Linked DNA regions of Macaca fascicularis: region 1 is linked to region 2. A link is a contact called in public Hi-C data. All regions are on one chromosome and are shown on one strand. The core of a region is the stretch at or near the end of the contact, and the rest is flanking DNA. Distances in the headings are between cores, read along the strand shown.

What was found. Hi-C and Micro-C count contacts between places; a contact is called where the count stands out from the background.
Region 1: a Hi-C map of liver shows a contact between it and region 2, with 2.3 times the contacts expected there. The contact joins the promoter of GOLGA1 here to the promoter of SCAI in region 2. A contact is called at or near these places in 2 of 2 Hi-C or Micro-C datasets (liver and skeletal muscle).

What each region holds. Positions count from the first base shown.
Region 1 is chr15:19,117,322-19,123,813 of T2T-MFA8v1.1, forward strand. It overlaps GOLGA1 (golgin A1), which reads left to right and starts at 1,883. Exons shown (of 23, transcript XM_065530079.2): 1 at 1,883-1,992; 2 at 3,011-3,060; 3 at 4,386-4,573. The coding sequence starts at 4,439. It overlaps LOC102125197 (large ribosomal subunit protein uL6-like), which reads left to right and starts at 2,093. Exons shown (of 11, transcript XM_045372619.3): 1 at 2,093-2,199; 2 at 3,011-3,060; 3 at 4,284-4,573.
Region 2 is chr15:18,914,673-18,921,205 of T2T-MFA8v1.1, forward strand. It overlaps SCAI (suppressor of cancer cell invasion), which reads left to right and starts at 3,769. Exons shown (of 22, transcript XR_012424403.1): 1 at 3,769-3,912; 2 at 4,614-4,658. PPP6C (protein phosphatase 6 catalytic subunit) reads left to right here. Exons shown (of 6, transcript XM_045372625.3): 6 at 1-399.

The DNA.
Region 1 (6,492 bases), core at 633-3,132, 200 kb after region 2:
TAGAATAAATTTTGAAGGGGCTATTTACTACCAATGACTAAGGGGAAAATTATACTGTCACTATCATTTGACTTGAACATTTGTGGTATTATAAAAGTCTTGTCAGTTGTGTTCTAAATTGCTTAAGCCATACGTTCTCTTAAACAGGATGTTTTTTGTTTTCTTCCTTTCTAGCAGCCTTTTTCTTCTTTGTTATGGTTAATCCTCCATAGATTTTAGAAATTGAGAAGTTCTTGAAACATTTTATTTTCTTGAGTTCATCACTTTTGACTCTTGTATGAGATGTGATTTGTCATAAAAGATAGCCTTTCACTACTTCACTAAATGAATTTCAGAGTAAACACTGTGATTCTGCAGAGCGGATTCAGTAGGCTTTCCAATGTTTTCTCCTGCGATACAGTGCCTACCACCTTGAGGGCACTTCAATACTAGAGGATGAAAACTGAAACGTTTTGATGTTTATTGAATAACGAGATTAGAGAATATTTGATTTTTGTTGTCAGTGTATTAAAGAAATTTTCATTGATAAATGTTCTCTAGGAATGTGTCTACATTCATCAGGTGTGAACTCCTGTACATGAATTTTGTATCTTGAATCCACATATATATTAAGTGTATCATCAATATAAAAATAAAGATTATTTGCTTAAAGTTTTTGGTACTTTTTCGGTATTGACAGCTGAACTGTTAGGGTTTGCTTCATTCACATATCTCAAAGGCTTTGAACTATCTTGGGGTTGATGCTTCTTGTTAGTTTGTAAATGTCTGAATCCTGGTTTTGGTTTTTCCGTGCCCTGCTCCTGGAACACGCGAAGGAAGGGGCTGTTGAAGAATTGGGTGAAATCTGCTTACTCTTGGGCTGGTGTTAAGTCTGGGGATGGAACCAGAGTAGGAATGGCTGGCTTGGCACTGACGAGTTCAGGGACCTGACTTAGGTTACTGATGTGGACCGTGACTTTTTGTTTGAGACAGTTTCACTCTTGTTGCCCAAGCTGGAGTGCAATGGCGCAATCTTGGCTCACTGCAACCTCCACCTCCCAGGTTCAAGCGATTCTCCTGCCTCCGCCTCCCAAGTAATTGGGATTCGAGGCATGGGCCACCAAGCCCGGTTAATTTTGTAATTTTAGTAGAGACGGGGTTTCGCTATGTTAGGCTGGTCTGAACTCCTGACCTCGGGTGAACCACCGCGCCCGGCCTGGAATGTGACTTAGAACAAGACAGTTTTTCCTGTTTTGTTTTTTTCTTTTCCTACTGCCTGTATGATTGCTATTTACTTAAAGAGACGGAGTCTCGCCGCGGTGCCCAGGCTGGTCTCGAAGCCCCGGACCCAGAGATCCTCCCAACTCGGTCTTCCGAGTAGCTGGGACCACAGGAGCGGGCGCCGGGCACTTTTGATGCTTTGAACTTTCTTCCTAAGGAGAAAGGAGACGGCCCAGCAGCGGATGGTGAAGCTAATCCAATATAGTGAGCTGCCACTAGCGTTTTTAAGTGCATTACAACGTGGTTCTGCTGGACGTTATGCACTCGGTTGCGATATAAAACGCATCATCTACAGGAGGTGACAGGCGCCAAAGTTTAAAAACTGGTCTCAAGGTGTAAGGACTAGTTTCTGGAGCTACTGCCTTCTGAGTGAAGATGGAGGCGCAGACTTCCCGGGTCACACAGTGGCAAGGCAGCTGCCTAGGGTGCGGCGGGACCGGGCGGCACGGGGGGCGTCTGGCCAAGCAGCGAAGCCCGCGAAGGGTTTGTAGCCAGCACAGCGCAGCGGGGCCTGTGGCACGGACCGGTTCTTTCACTTTTGACACGAAGCCCCTCCCACTTACCACGCTCTGCACACGCCCCTGTTAAAATAGAAAAAGACCAAGAGAGGCCTCGGAGACTCAGTCATCATCTGCGTCTCTGGCCGCTCGCTGACGTGGCGAACTGAAATGACTGAGCGCCCGGCTAGGCACTCGCGCACTCCAGCCGTTCCGGCCCAACCGCCGCCCAGAGGTTAGAACAGTAGCCGCCAAAGGCCGCGCAGGGCGCATGCGCGCGTCGGACCAACTCCCTCGCGCAGTCACTTCCGGCGCGCTGGGAGACGTGCGGTTCCGGGTCGCTGCTCGGCTCTCCAGCCGGGCGGTGGGGGCTGGTGACGCGGTCCGGGGCTCACGAGAGGCCCCGGAGGCGGGGCTTTGCTGGCTGCCCAGAGAGAGGCAGGTGCGCGGGCCAGGACTCCGGGAATGCGAGTAGGCCCCTTATTCTCCCGGTGGCCTCTGTCTGTCCCCACAGCGGCCCGGTCAGGGTTGCCCAAGCCCCAAGGCGGGGGGCGGCACCGGGGTGCTGAAAGGGTGAGAGTGGGGGCGGAGGCGGGCTGCCCCGGCCTGGGAGTCTGGAGCCTAGGATTCCGGGATTCCTCCCTGCGCGACCTTGGACAAGTCGCTCCTCCTCTCTGGGGCTCAGTTTCTCTGCTGTCAAATGGGAGAGATGTTGGATCCTTCCTTTCTTTGACAGTCCAAGCACGGGCGGGGCTGGAGGGAGCCTGAGGGAGTGAGATCCAAACTGCCGTGGCAGGCACCTGCCTGCCTCCCTGGGGGTTAGGCATCTGTCTTTACCCAATCTTGCTTTGCTTTCTCTCAGTGCAAATCCGTGACCAGACAGTCCAGGGTCTGGCCAGGTAAACAGTGTGTGAGTATAGTAATCAACTGAGAAATAAATACTGGCCCCAGGAAAACTTAACCTCATTCAAATTGTTTTGCTTAGGGCTCCCAGGGAGAGATGAGTTTAGGCACCCGCTGTGGTGATCAATTCTGTTCTGTGCGCTTGTAAGTGACGCTCTTAGGCAAATAACAAATTCATAGGAGATCAGGGTTAGGGAGGGTATCCCACTGAGAGTTGTGACAGGTTTTCTTACCCCCTTTAATCCTTCTTTTGTCCCTCTTCCTTCACTACTTCTCCCCGTCCCCACCCAACATTTCGGCCATACACTTGGAAAGAAATATCCAATGAATTTTATTTTGTCTTCATGCAGGACAGAATGCTTTGACCTCCAAGCTGTTTTAGATCTAGTAGATAAGCCAGGTGAGTAAGTGGTTTACAGACATTGAAAGTAAAGTTTCTGAAGAATTGTACAGACTTAATGGAGGATCTGAAGTGGTAAGATGGCATTTGTGTATCTCAGAGCAGAGCTTAGGTGTCCTCCACAAAACATGGAAAGTTAAGGTTGGAACCAGAATATTAGTGTTTTATACACCATTGGGAGGAAAAGATTTTTGAATCTTTCTTTGAATATCATGTCAAACATTCTGAAGAAAAGAAACAGGCCGGGTGCAGTGGCTCACACCTGTAATCCCAGCACTTCAGAAGGCCGAGGCAGGTGGATCACCTGAGGTCAAGAGTTTGAGACCAGCCTGACCAACACGGAGAAACCTCATCTCTACTAAAAATACAAAATAAGCCGGGCGTGATGGCGCATGCCTGTAATCCCAGCTGCTCGGGAGGCTGAGGCAGGAGAATCACTTGAACCCGGGAGGTGGAGGTTGCAGTGAGCCCAGATTGTGCCATTGCACTCCAGCCTGGGCAACAAGAAAGAAACTCCATCTCAAAAAAAAAAAAAAAAAAAAGAAAAAGAAACTGATTGGAGGTAATTTTATCAAACTCAGAACCACACAGCGTCTCCAGAAAATGTTCAAGGATATCAGATACCTATACAACAGAGTTGTCTGGCTTGTCGTCTTTTTTCTGTTACCAGCTTTTCCTATTGGACAGTTGATTGCAAACCATCCTGAAACAGTAGGATATTACACCTTTTACATATTGAATTACATATTGGATATTGGATTACATATGAATCGAATTACATGCGTTTTTCCCTTCAACTTAAAAAAATAACACTAAACTGTAGTTAAGCTTATTGGAGGAAGGATTTGAAATCATTAAGTCACGAATATGTGATGTTGATGTCTGCTCTGGGAAATTTTACCAAATGTGTTATATGTCATACTCAACATGGCATAATTAAAAAAAAAAAACAGAGATTTGTGAATGAGAGTCCTCTGTTCAAATACCAGCCCTGCCACTTAGCCACACAATCTTTGATAGATTACTTCATCTCCTTGAGACTGGATTTCTTCATCTTATATGCATATGAAGCACCTGAGTGCTTTTTAAATGTTTAGTAATTGTGTTCTATAAGTGTACATGTAAATTATGAAACTTAATTTTGAAATCTAAAACTTAACAACTCAGATGTGAAATCTTTCCAGTGTTTAACTTTTGAACTGTCCCTTTCATCTGGTTTATAGATCCTGTGTTGCCATAAGCCCTTGGCCCACATTTAAGTGGGAATGCAGCTAGCTTGGATGTCTGAAACTTTGTAGGCACCTGTGTCTGATTCCTAAACACAGGCACCAGGACTACTGAGAGCTCATCATCCGTGCCGGATAGCCACACAGCAAACATGTTTGCAAAACTGAAGAAGAAAATTGCAGAAGAGACTGCTGTTGCTCAGAGACCAGGAGGTGCTACTAGGATCCCACGGTCTGTGAGCAAGGAATCAGTTGCCTCAATGGGAGCTGACTCAGGAGATGACTTTGTAAGTATCTTTACTTAAGAAATATACTTTTGCAGGAAATTCTTCCAATAAATATTTTAAATTGCTTGATTATTTCATACCTTTCATGATTTGTAGCTATATAAGAGCCTGTACATCTGATTCTTCTTACTCTGAGGTACCTTTTTGTTAATTTTTGGTTTGTAAATGTTAAGGTACTCTTTTTTTTTCCTTATTTTTCTGTGAATTCCTCTTCATATTCTCTCCAGTGTCCTCTTGTACTGTTTTTCCATCTGTGTACCTTGTACATCTTCTTTTGCATTTCATTTCTGAAAATGTCTGGGCCTGTTTTCATTGCAGACATATATACTTATATAACAACTAAGTCATTGCTGCTTAACAAGGTCTCTGAGTTGTGGTAAGGGGTTAGCCAGAGTGCATTGTTGTATTGGGAAGGTTGATGGAAAGATGGCAACAGTGATTACAGTATGTTTCTTTTTTTCTTTTTCTTTCTTTTTTTTTGAGATGGACTCTCACTCAGTAGCCTAAGGTGGAGTGCTGTGGCCTGATCTCAGTTCACTGTAACCTCTGCCTCTGGGGCTCAAGCAATTCTTGTGCCTCAGCCTCCAGAGTAGCTGAGACTACAGGTGTACTCCACCATGCCTGGCTAATTTTTTGTATTTTCTTAGAGACAGGTTTTCACCATGTTGCCCAGGGTGGTCTCAAACTCCTGAGCTCAGGCGATCTGCCCGCCTTGGCCTCCCAAAGTGCTGGAATTACAGGTGTGAGCCACCATGCCTGGCCTACAATATGTTTCTTATTAGTAAAATACATTTGTGGCTATAAGATTTCAAAAAATGAAGATGTTGCTATATTAGGGAAATGTCATGCTTAAAAAATAAAGTGTGGCTTTTGCATATGACAGGATCCTCTTAAGTTAGATAAATTTCTTTTTTTCTTTTTTTTTTTGAGACAGAGTCTCACTCTGTCACCCAGGCTGGAGTGCAGTGGCATGATCTCAGTTCACTGCAATCTCCACCTCCTAGCTTCAAGCAATTCTCCTGCCTCAGCCTCCCAAGTAGCTGGAACTACAGGTGCCCACCACCATGCCCGGGATAATTTTTTTTGGTTTTTGGTTTTTGGTTTTGAGATGGAGTCCCGCTCTGTCACCTAGGCTGGAGTGCAGCGGCGCAATCTCGGCTCACTGCAATCTCCACCTCCCGGGTTTAAGTGATTCTCTTGCCTCAGCCTCCTGAGTAGCTGGAACTACAGGCGCCCGCCACCACGTCCAGCTAATTTTTGTATATTCAGTAGAGACAGGGTTTCACTATGTTGGCCAGGCTGGTCTCGAACTCCTGACCTCATGATCCTCCCTTCTTAGTCTCCCAAAGTGCTGGGATTATAGGGGTGGGCCACCAACACTTGGCAATAAATTTCTTTAAAACTCATTTATAATGCTTGATATGTATAAATGAATGTATATAATATATATGTAAAGTATAAAGCATAAAGTAAATCTGTCACTCATCTGAAAAAATAGAACATTATCAATTCTGTTAAGCCACTTATATGCTTCTTCCAATTTCCTCTACCCAATTTAGGCTAGCATAACCACTATTCTAAATTTTGTATTTTTCATTCACTTGCTTTTTAAAATATCTTACCAGATATGTATGTATTCATAATTTATTATTTAATACTGCTTGTTTTTAAAGTTATAAAAGTTGCACACTGTAGACTTCTTGGATTTCCTTTTTTAAAATTTAATTCAACATGCTTATAAAATGCATCCATGTTATAGGAAGCTGTGGTTCATTTGTTTTTACTGCTGTATAAGATTCCAGGCTGGGCACAGAAGCTCATGCCTGTAATTCTAGTGCTTTGGGAAGCTAAGGCAGAAGGATTGCTTGAGGCCAGAAGTTCAAGACCAGCCTGGGCAACATAGCAAGTCCGCATCTCTA
Region 2 (6,533 bases), core at 2,519-5,018:
AAATATTGTTCATTGCATTAAGATTTGTGTGTGTTTGCTTTGTAAGCCCAGCACCAGGTTTTGGAAAATGCCTGTACTGTGAAAGTAAATCAGGACTCTTTCTGAGCCTCTTTCATTGTCAGAAATAGAATTGCTTTCCATCAGCTTCCAGGAAATTGTGTATCTGAAGTCGAAGAGATTTAACAGCAAGAATCCAGATTTTTAAATGTAATTGTTTTTTAAATGCTAATGTTTGTAAAGCACCTTCAGTTCTTCGGATGAAAGGTGCTATATTCCCTCAGTGTAAATTAATAAAAAGATTATAGGAAGTTTGTCAAAAAATTTAATGCATAGTCTGTAGTATGTCCTGACAAGAAGTTAGCATTTTATATAAGAAATTAAAAAATGCTTATTCCTCCACTTGGTTGCTTGACTGGTAAACAAAAGTGAAATCTTTTTTTTGTTTTGTTTTGCATTTGACTCTGAGCTAAGTGTTCCAACTCTTTAAAGGCAATGTTTATTGTTACAACCTCGATCCAGTGCCCAGAACTATGCTTCATGGGATCATTACAACTCTTTAAATTGTGTATTTACAGTGTGCAGTGATGCTGACGAAATACACAGTAGTAAACCAAAAAGAAACATTTGGAAAGTCCCCTAGCATAATGCCAGACACACTAGACGCTTGGGGAAGGTTGGTTCTGCATTCCCCTCCTGTTAGTTTTCTATTTCTCTATCAACTTCTTGGTGAATTTGTGCCTTTACCCTCATGAGAGTAGGCTTATGCTGGCTTAGATCATTCAAATGTTTTCTTAATTCAAAAATGCGCGGCATTTATAGATTTGTGTTGTCAACAAAAATACTACATAAGTATATTCCACTCAATCCCTAGGCACCCACTATTCTCAGCAGCACTCTGCTTTTGTATATAAATGGTGGGTTATAAAAGACTGCATGGAGGCATTATGGAATAGCACAGGCTTTGGGATCAGATCTAGGTTAAAACCCCAGCTCTGCCATGCAGTAATAGCAACTAACCTGTATTCAGCATATGTAGCTAAATTGTTACGTTCTTTATTTTGTGATGCCCTTGCTATGGGTCTATAACTATATTACCTTTAATTTTTTTTTTTTTTCTTGGTAGAGAGGGGGTCTCCCTATGTTGCTCAGGCTAATCTTGAACTCCTGGCTGAAGAGATCCTCCTATCTCGGCCTTCCAAAGCACTGGGATTACAAGCATAAGATTCTGTGCCCAGCCCAAACTTTAATTAATTTTGTTCATCCTTCTCTAGAACTTTTTTCCCCAGATGAGGAAATAGGCTTAGAGAGGACAGGTGACTTGTTTAAGGTTGCACAGGAGAGCTGGAACTTGAATCCCTAGAGGGCACACCAGAGTACATCTTTAGCCCTCTATTTTAAGCAATATTGGTTATTGTAGCTGTGTGACCCTGAACAAATTGAATTTTCTGAATCTTAAATTTCTGTGTCTAAAATAAGAGAGTATCAGACAGGGTTAATCTCAGTATTAAAAATAGCACACACAAAGCACCCAGTGTCTGGTCCAAAGCTGCTTTTTATTAAGGGCTCATACTCATAGGCCATTTGTTCAAATTCATTGTAGTTGAGAAGAATAATCCAAGGCAATGTGTAATTGCTAACATAGTGTAGATTTTGTAAGTACAACACATCTGGAGAAGGAAATGTTCGATGTAGGATGGAGTAATTGGCGAAAATACAGAGGAAGTGTGAATTAAATGTGGTCTGGAATGATGGGATTTGTGTCTTACAGAGTAAAAACAACCAGAGATCACTTGGACACAATGTGAAGACTTGAGGATCCTCTCTGGGAAGGCGTAAGAAATGAATAGCTTCTGTTCTATTGACAATATCTGATATATATCAGTGAGGATTGGTCAGTTATAGAAGATGCTAAAAAGCAGGCAGTGGTTTTTTTAATAAGGAATGTAATAAATGTATTTCAAGATTACTTCCCTAGTGAGTTGATGATCCCCCTTCGTCTGACACAAATTATTCTGGAGTTGTTTCCTCTGGCTTGATAATATGGGTGGAAACTGGTGGTTGAGATTGAGCTGATTTGTGGTTCTGTGACTAGAATTACATGAAATACTAATTTGGGGGGCCAACAGAGATTTGACATTTTTTCTTTGTCAAAGCAATTTTTCAAATCCTGCTACAATTTACCATCAGTATTACTTCATAAATGGAAAGTCATTTTACCATTAGAGATATAGGTAGGACCATCTCAGAAGAAAAGACAGCTCTTTACGCCAAATACATTTGGTTTTATGAAAAACTAGTATCCTAATATTTGCCATTTATGGAGATCAATGAGAGATTTTCCCCACCCCAATGTTGACATGTATTACTCGAGGCTGTCATATTATTGAGGCATAAAAGATGTTCTAATAAAATGGAAGTGGCTTAAGAGAAAGTTTTTTTTTTTTTTTTTTTTTTTTTGAGACGGAGTCCTGCTCTGTCGCCGGGGCTGGACTACAGTGGCCGGATCTCAGCTCACTGCAAGCTCCGCCTCCCGGGTTTACGCCATTCTCCTGCCTCAGCCTCCCAAGTAGCTGGGACTACAGGCGCCCGTCACCTCGCCCGGCTAGTTTTTTGTATTTTTTTAGTAGAGAAGGGGTTTCACCGTGTTAGCCAGGATGGTCTCGATCTCCTGACCTCGTGATCCGCCCGTCTCGGCCTCCCAAAGTGCTGGGATTACAGGCTTGAGCCACCGCGCCCGGCCAAGAGAAAGTTTTATGCCGCCTCCCAACTCTGAACAGATGCTAAGAATTTACTAAACAAGTGCACACAGGAGTAGTGATTTAGAGAGGCCTTCCCACCTTCAAGAATTTTATAATACGTTAATGAGCTGAGTCTTATTTTCAGGGATGGCTTTGTTAAAGCAGAAGACGATGGGTAACTAATTATGCTTATGAAAGGCAGTTTTGCATGCTTGTCTGTCAAAAAATACAGTAAAATTTATTTTAAAATTGATTAATTGGTGTAGAACTTGCAACGGTCACAGAATCAGGATGGTCGGCTTACATTCAGGGATGAAATTTGTCCAGGCCTTTCAAAATAGAACACGTTGCTTTTAGTATGGCATTGGTTCTGTTTGCAGTACTGATTTTTCTTTCACGGTAATTAAAAAAAATCTTGCTTTCTTAAAAGCCTGCACCCAAGCTAGTGATCTTTTCTGCAGAGGACTGAGCATCCCAACCATGCTTTATTTTGGTGGATTCTTACAGTTTTCTGGCTGGGTCCTTTTTGAAGGGTAGCTGTGAGCTGTGAGACAATTTCAGCAAGATGTAGGGACAAGGATCGCATTCGAGGTGGCTTAAAAGGAAACACGTGTGTGAGAGTTGCCTCACTGTCTTACCTGCTAGAGGAAACTGGGAGATTTCAGGGTTTGTTTTCGGTCCTGGCGTGGTGCAGAGGTGGAGGGGCGCCAGCAGGTGTGTGGGATGCAGGACGCAAAGCCAGGAGAACCTGGGGCAGGTGTCTGGCGCCAGGGGGTGCAGTTCCTATTTTTCGGCGCTTGGTGGCGCTCGGGTCTCCTCCGGCCCTGCTAGCAATCTCTAAGGCACCTCCGCTGCCACCTGCAGTCTCAACCAAACCTCTGGGTGGGCAGCGCGGGATGTGATGGGCCGAGGGTCCAATCGACTGACAGGTTTCCGTCCATACTACTGAGCTAGCCAATGGGAGCCGAGGAGAGGCGCGGAGAAGGCGGGCCCCGCGGCAAGCCTGGCAGAGGCGCGAGGCCCTCCTCCCGCCTCTCCGCCTACTCCAGCCTCCGCCGCCTCAGCTTCCCGAGCGAGCCCTGCGGCCGCCGGAGCAGCTCCCGCGGCGGAGCAGGAGCCGGATGGTCAGAGGAGCCCGGCAGCCCCAGCAGCCGCGGAGTCGCCTGGCCCCAAGGTGGGGCAGGGGCTGGGTGGAGGCCGGGGTTGGGGATGGGGCGGGGACCAGGGAGCGGGCCCAGGGGCAGCGGCTCGGGGCCGCGGAACATTCGGGGCGCAGAGACCGGAGGGGCGGCGGGTGCAGGCTGGGGGGATCTGGGGGGCGCCTGGAGGCGGCGGCGCGGGCTGGGCGCGATCGCATCCTCGAGGCCAGGTGAGAGGGGCGTGTGAGGGAAGGGGCGCCGAGGAGTGAGGCTGGCGGCGCGGGGCCGGGAGGGGCAAGGCGCGCGCGCCCCCGGAGGGGCCGTGGAATGCGGGGGTCGCCGGGCCCGGAGAGGCGGGGCGTGGAGAGGGCAGTGTACGGTCGGGAGCGGATGGGCACAGGAAAGGGGAGGCTGGGGGAGCTTACGGGGGTGACGAGGCAGACAATGAGTAGGTGGAGGTGGGTGATTTTGGGGAGCTGGGCTGTGACGAGCAGGGGTTGAAGATGGGGTGAGGGACCAGGAAGGTTTGGGCTCAGGGGGAATTAGGGGAACGGTGAGTCCCAGGAGTGCTTGGTCTTGGGAAACAGGGCATAAGGCGTTTGTAAGGTCAGGTCTGGGCTTGGCGAGCCTGTGGTCCCAGAGGGTGGTCTGTTTAGTTCCTGACTGGCACGGTAGCGCCGGGAGATGTTTTCTTGTATATTACTTTTAGTTACTGTCTTATTTGTTTGGTCTGTAGACTGACTGGCACAGTGGAGAAACCGCCTCGAAAACGGAGAAGCAGGTAAGGCAGTGCCTTCCTATTTTGCTTCATGTTTTTCTTTGCTTGGCTGCACCTGTGCCGTACTGCATAATTGTACACTGTCAGTAGATGAAGTTTCTTATTTATCCCCTTTTTAAAATAAAATAACCACATGCATGATTTTTCTTTTGAGGACTTCAAATTATTACCTCTATAGTCGATTTTTTTTTTTTTTTTTTTGGTATCTAAGATAATGTGGGAAATCTTGAGAGATCCTACTTTTTTACTTTATGATTTTGTGTTAGGATCTCAGCTAGTTTTTTTTTTTTTTTTTTTAACCTTAGCCATAATTTCAGTTTCTCCTGCATCTCTGTTTAAAAAGCTCATCTTGGCTGGGGTGGCCCATGCCTTCAATCCCATGAGGCATGAGATTTGGGAGGCTGAGGCAGGAGGATCATTTGAGCCTGGGAGTTCAAGACCAGTCGGGGCAACAGAACAAGACTCCGTCTCTATAAAAAATTGAAAAACTAGCCGGTCCCATAAATATATACACCTACTATGTACCCACAAAAACAAAAAATAAAATTTAAAAAAACACAAAAACTAACTAGCTGAGTAGGTGTTGTGGACCTGTAGTCCCAGCTTCTCAAGAGGCTGAGGTGGGAGGATTGCTTGAGCCCAGGAAGTCAAGGCTGCAGTGATGCAGTGAGCCGTAATCATGCCACTGCACTCCAGTGTGGGGAACACAGCAAGACCCTGCCTCAAAAAATAAAAGAAACTAATTTTATTGAGCATCTACTATGTGCCAAGCACTGTGTGCGAATGCTCTATATGTATATTCTCCTGTAATCCTCAAAGCACCCTAAGAATATGTAGTGTTGTCACTGTTTTACAGAAGAGGGAACTGTGACACAGAGGGGCCAAATATTTACCCAGAATCATGCATCTAGTAAAAGATAAAACCAGGATTTGAATCTAGACAGTCTGACTCCAGAGCTTAAGCTCTTAACTGTTATACCATAATGATCCTAATAAATATACAATTGAAAGTAGCTTTTCTTATTGATTTATCTTTTGTCGTTGGACACTGTGTGGTTAACTCGAATGGTTGAACCTTAGAAAAACAGAAACAAAGAGTTTAAGTAGTCCACAAACAAAATGAATTAGTCCTTGAGTAATGAAGACAAAGATATATTTATCACATAAACATTTTTGACTGCATTCCATGTGAGAGGTACTACATAGCAATTCTGTGTAGTCATTAGATGATTCCTTTTTCACAGATGTTGGCATTGGCCTAGAGAAAGTAAGCTACTGTAGTTATGTGACCAGTAGGACTACTTTCATAGTTAATATCTGGCAAGTTATTGATGTTAATAGACAGAAAATCTCAACAGTAAACAGACATGCTGATGGTGGAAGTGCCAACAGAATTTCTTTGTCACACTTTAGGCCTATGCTGTCCAATCCAGTAGCCATATGCAGGTGAGCACTCAAAATGCATCTAGCATGACTGAGGAACTAAATTTTTAATTTTATTTAATTGTAATTAAATTAACTTGACAAACTGCTACTTGATCACCTATTGGGAGACATTCAAGTATGTTTTGAACAACTTGGGTATGTGAGTCTGTATTTTTCATCTGTCATTTTATGAAATCTAAATATATATCAAATATGTCCAATGAGAATTTAGTGTCTGAAATGAGATAAGTATAAAATACACACTAGATTTCAAGTTAGTACAAAAATCGAATACATAAAATTTCTCAGTAACTTTTTATATTGATAACATAGTGAAAAATATTTTAGGTATATTAGATTAAAGACTTTTTTTTTTTTTTTTTTTTTTTGAGACAGGGTCTGGCTCTGTCACCCAGGCTGGAGTGCAGTGGTGCAATCTCAGCATACTGCAAC